Regions from separate parts of the Oryctolagus cuniculus genome. Here region 1 is linked to region 2. The links are chromatin contacts, called in public Hi-C maps. All regions are on one chromosome and are shown on one strand. The core of a region is the stretch at or near the end of the contact, and the rest is flanking DNA. Distances in the headings are between cores, read along the strand shown. Region 1 holds the start of SSR3 (signal sequence receptor subunit 3). Region 2 holds the start of LEKR1 (leucine, glutamate and lysine rich 1).

Region 1 (2,700 bases), core at 33-2,532, 330 kb before region 2:
AAGCCTGGAAAAACGCAGTCAGACTTAGGGAATCCTACAGTATCTGAGGATCTTCAGAAGTGAGACATCCAGCAACAAACTCCAGCTTTCCCAATTCCAATCGCTTGAAAAACATAAACTTCCTATTCCTCGTCCAGATAAAATTTCAGCTTCTTTGAAAATCAGAACAAACTCTGGCTCAACAAAAATCATAAGACCGCCAATTGCATTCGAAGGGGCATTTATTTGTCTAAATTCAGGACATTCCAAAAAGCCACGTGCGGTCTCAAACCATCCATTCACTTGCTGACGTGGCTGTTATCTGAAATCAGGGCAATGCTTGGTTGCGCCAGGAAGCCACGGGGCTCCAGGCTACCGTCATGGCACGCTCAGTTTTAGAAGGCCGAAGAAGAAGATACATTTGCATTCGATTGCCCAAAAACAGGGCACGAGTGCGAGATGGGAAATGGAAACTCGGGAACTCTGAGCTCTAAAAATGACCCAGGCCGAGGCTGCAAACCGCTACTCATCCAAGTGAGAACTCTCTAATTGCTCTCACAGGATTACCAAAAGGTCTGACCAAGGCCAACCTGTCTTATTTTGCGAATCAGGAAAACGATGCTCGGCGGTGTGGAGCGGTGCTCGAAAGGACACACCTCGAAGTGACTTGCCAGGGTTACGCGATGGGTGTCTGGCCCACTCCGTGAGCCTCCCCAAAATAGGCAGCGCCCGCAGTGTGCCAAAGGGCAGCAGGCGATACGCTTGAGTGACGGCACCGTAAACCCCCGGCGGGCGTCTGTTTAAACGCAGACTCGGATCTGCCATCCCGGGACGCGTGAATCACAACCTCCAGGGGTGGGTCCCGCAACGGGCGCGCTTCTCCAAAGCGCCGCGAGCGACTTCCCTGTGTTGCAGCACAACCACAGCCTCTTACGAGAACTCCGAGGCCCAGAGCCGCACGGAGCCAGGAAGAGCTCGGGCCTCACGGGTCCGCCGCGCCCTGCCACGTTCCCGCCCAGCCCGACCCGCCGCGGCCTCCCCGGCCCGCCTCGCTCCAAGCACTCACAGATGGGGATGGCGGACACGATGAACGCGTTCCCGAAGAACAGCGCGGAGGACTTGGCCGACAGGTTGCGGCTGAAATCCTGCAGGAGCAGGTCCTCCTCGGACTGTTGCTTGGAGCCGCCTTTGGGAGCCATGGCGGAGCAGGAGCCGAGACCTGGGAAGGCCGAGCGGGACGGGAAACCGGGCCGAGGCCTCTGGCCCCGCCCCCGCGGCCGCCGTATCCGCTAGCGACCCGTCAGCGCCGCGCGTGGAGGCGGGACCCTGCGCGGCGCGGGGACAGTCTCCCCAGGATTGGTCGGCCTGCTGTCACTCCGTAGGCTTTCCTGCGTGATTGGGCGAGCGGGCCAGACTTCCGTAGGCCTGACCAGCCACGGGACGCGTCTAGCCGAAGAGAAGGAAGGGATTTGTAGTTTAATGTGTGCTTTTTAAAAAATGACAAAACTTTATTGGCATGCCACATCACGGCTATTGACAGACTCACACGATCCGAAGGTTCAGAAATCCCAAATAAAAGCTCTTCTGACCGGGTAGTACTCATTCATTCATTCAGCGTGCATATGTTTAATGTACTCTGTGTGCGCCCAGCACTGGGGGCATTGGAGGAGGAAAAAGGGATAGGTAGCACGTGTAGGATTTCTCCTCCTTTACACCTCCGCTATTGCGTTAACTACCTTCATGAATCTTGGCTGCATATCGTTCACCCCATCGCAGATGGAGAGCTTACGGGTGGGTGACTGGCAGGGCTGGTCTCCGAAGTGTGGCGTTATTTGCATCGAAATAACGGGCTACTTCTGAGGGAAAAAGAAAACAGCCCATTCGAATACACTTACAAATTCCTAGTATTTTATTACTGATTTTTTAAAGATTAATTTATTCATTTGAAAAGTCAAAGCTACACAGAGAGAAAAAGAGAGGCAGAGAGAGGTGTCTTCCATCCGCTGGTTCACTCCCCAGTTGGCCGCAACGTCTAGAGCTGCGCAGATCCGAAGTCAGGAGCCAGAAGCTTCTTCTGGGTGTTCCCACATGGGAACACTTATTATCCAGGCCAGGGAACACTGCTTTCCCAGGCCACAGCAGAGAGCTGGATCAGAGGTGGAGCAGCCAGGACTAAGCCGGCTCCCCTATGGGATGCTGGCAATGCAGGCAGTGGCTTCAACCGCTCTGCCACAGTGTTGGCCCCTGTTACTGACCTTTTAACTAACCCTTTAGGGTTGCCAAGCTAAATAGAAAATAACACTAAGTAAAGACAACGTGGTGGCATGCCTGTTAATACTGCCACTGCCATTTTTAACTCCTCGGATGATCACCTTTTATTCAGAAAAGAATACTCAGCCACATCAATCTCTGCCAATGGTTCTTTGCTTCACTGATAACACCCAAACATCCTGGCAAGTCAGGCAAAACTTGCTCAATCTCCAGCTGCCCCGATCAGCAGGTTTGTAGATAACTTTCTCCTCACCTTTTCCAAATCGTAATCGATCTCCATGGCCTTCCTCCTAATTGAGCTTTCCATCTTCAATCTTTTTCAGCTGATTCTCTGCAAAGTACCAAAGTGAGTTTTCCTGAAGTATAAATCCTTTCCTTATTCTACCACGCTTAGGAAAAGTCTTCAAAAAGTTCACAGAGAGTACACATTATTTTTTAATTCATCTTCCC
Region 2 (2,700 bases), core at 104-2,603:
TTCATCACGGCCCTAGGAGCAATAGGCCATACTATATATACACCATATAGCCTATGTGCACAGCAGGCTATGGCGCCGACGTTTGTGTAAGTATACTCTATGATGCTCACACAATGAATTCTCCCCGTTGTTAAGCAATGCCTGACTGTACAAGCAAACTAGCCTCAGAACAGAGTGATCTTGCTTTAGGTGTGCAATTCCCGTTCCAGATAAGGCACTCAACATATTTGGATCATCTGTATTTGTCCTGTATCTAAAACCCCCATTGTTACAAAATGAGAACAATCCTGCCTTCACTGACCCTCAAGGAGACAGATGAAGATGAGTAGTTCTGAAAGTTCTCATAAGCATGCTGTACTTGCCCACTGGGTTGACTGTCCTCTGTACTGCTTAGTCATTTGTTCAATCCTTTGAGTACTGCTTCTCTTTCTCAGATGAGGAACCTTCTTTAGAGGCTGGGAACAGAAAATCAACAGTGGGTGGCACAGCAAAAACGTCAGTTTACGTGTACAGGGCACATCTAGCTCCCAGAGTAGTACTGCCCTGAACACAGGCTTTAGGAAATACATCACGTTGTCATATTCATTAACAAACAGCCCTCAGTTGGCAGTTTGAGTATTGTACCAGTACTGCTCTGCATCATTTAATCACGTCTCCACAACGAAGGGTTTCATTAACTGTCTTCATATTCAATCTCATTTTATTCAGTGGTAATGAGTCTTTCCCTGTGAGGGAGCCATGAATGTTTCCTTTGGTTCCCGCATTTTGGACCTTATACAATCCTCACAAGCGAGAGATCTGGATTCGGAATGAGTCACAAGGGCTGTTTCTGTCTGGGTTAGTCACAGATCCTCACCGTATGCTGGTATGCGGTGCTTGTGGCGCAGTACATCATCAGTTAATACTTGTTTTATGAATGAATGAATGAATGAATGAAAGTCAGTTATGTGTAAGTGAACTAAGTACTTCATTTTGATTATTTTTGAAGAAGGATGAAAATCTTACCAAAGCTTTCCAAGTACTTTGTACTTGTTGTAATGAGTGAAACCAGTGCTTCCTTTTACACCCATGACCTCATCTCTGTCACCGCTCAAGATCAGTTACTGCCCACTACTGTGTTGGCAGGGGTGAGAGGTAGGACCAGGACTCGGCGCGCGGGGCAGCGCCTCTCTCCAGCGCCCTGCAGGGTTGTGACGTCTCCCTCCACCTCCGCAGCCTTTACCAAGCCTTCTGCCCTCCCCCACCTCGCCGCCCCAGCTCCCCTTCCCTCCCTCTTACGGCACTCAGCGTAAGCAGAGTTCTTTCCTCGGAACCCCGCCACCAAGCTCTCCCACTTCCGCTAGTGCAGTGTAGGGGAGCGCTGTTCCGCGTCGGCGAGAGGCGTGGGCCATGACGTCACCGCGCCCTGACGTCAGGCCGACGTGCAGCGCCGGTCGCCCGGGAGACGGGGAAAGCCGTTTCGCACCCGGCGGAGGCGAGGTCTAGGTGAGAGACAATGGCTTCCCTTTGGCCCTGGATGACCCGGGACTCAGTTCCGGAGCGGAGGCGTCCTCGCACCTGGGGAGAAAAATGAGCCGCGGCGCCGCCTCAGGGCGTGGGGCCTGGCGCCTGCCTCCGCCGCCGCGCTTCTCCGCGGCCCCTGCGGGTCTCCTGGAGCCCGTCGGGCCCAGGCATTGACTGCCTCAGTGAAAGAGCGGTTCTGCCTCCTCGCCCCCGCCCCCCTCTCCTCCTCTCCTCCTCCTCCCCCCCTTCCCTTCCGGCCGAGCCGGTCCCGAGGGAACGGGGTTAGCGCGGGACAGATTTCAAAGCCCTTTCCCGTAGTTTTGTCTGGCCTTACAGTTGGTTTCTATTTGGAAAATCCCGCCGCTTCAGGAAAGTCTTAGGCCGTGCACTCCCGCTTCACCTGCCCTTGACCCGCCCGTTGTGGGTGACTCACTCTGTGGGAATGGTTCAGCCTGAAAGCTGAACGTGAGTTCGTGGCCCAGCGTGACACTGGTGTGCGGAAGTGAGTCGGATATGAGCGAACAAGAACGTTTCTGCATTTTTAAAATATCTTTCTCGTGATCTTGTTAGAGAGCAGGTTCACAAACACCTTCGTAGCTTCGGCCACTTACCTCCGCTCCTCTTGCCAGAGGGCAGGCTACACAAGCGTGGTGCGAAAGTCGTAAAAACACGCAAACTAATGTCAACTTAATGAGAGTATATTTAAAATTACACATTTCCTCCGTTACCAAAGGGGAAAGAGAACCCTTTCTTTCCTTGAGAAACCTAGTATTTTGTGAAAGCTTTCTCTCCTTTCATTTGTAGCAAATCTTTGAAGACCCAGGAAGCTATTTCTTTGAAATGTAATCATCAGGAACGATAGTGGCCCTATCTCCCTGTCACCTTGAGAGTTTAGGTGCTTTACTCCCCAGCTGCAACCACCTGATTCCTTAGGATGGAGGCAGTTAGCTAGGACAAAAGGCTACCCCCAACCACCAGGTAAATTTCAGATGAACGCTAAAAGAATGGATAGCAAACTGTGTTGAATTTTCTTCTATGAGGACAAATTACCACTTTTCTTAAGGACCTGTAACTGATACATGTGTTTCCTTGCTGTAGAAAAAGAGTGGGTTTTCTTTGGAATCTCAGTAGCAGATAGGCAGTGATGTACTTTCAAGTCTAAAATCTTAAGAATAAATGTGCTTTCCTTCTGCATTG

Evidence for each region. Hi-C and Micro-C count contacts between places; a contact is called where the count stands out from the background.
Region 1: a contact with region 2 is called in a Hi-C map of an unstated tissue, with 2.0 times the contacts expected there. The contact joins the promoter of SSR3 here to the promoter of LEKR1 in region 2. A contact is called at or near these places in 3 of 6 Hi-C or Micro-C datasets (ear pinna, skin fibroblasts and an unstated tissue).

Annotation. Positions count from the first base shown.
Region 1 is chr4:124,339,719-124,342,418 of mOryCun1.1, reverse strand. It overlaps SSR3 (signal sequence receptor subunit 3), which reads right to left and starts at 1,282. Exons shown (of 5, transcript XM_002716322.5): 1 at 1,046-1,282. The coding sequence starts at 1,178.
Region 2 is chr4:124,011,774-124,014,473 of mOryCun1.1, reverse strand. LEKR1 (leucine, glutamate and lysine rich 1) reads left to right here and starts at 1,353. Exons shown (of 12, transcript XM_070072606.1): 1 at 1,353-1,485. LOC103350428 (a long non-coding RNA gene) reads right to left here and starts at 1,973. Exons shown (of 4, transcript XR_011388098.1): 1 at 1,838-1,973; 2 at 1-1,557.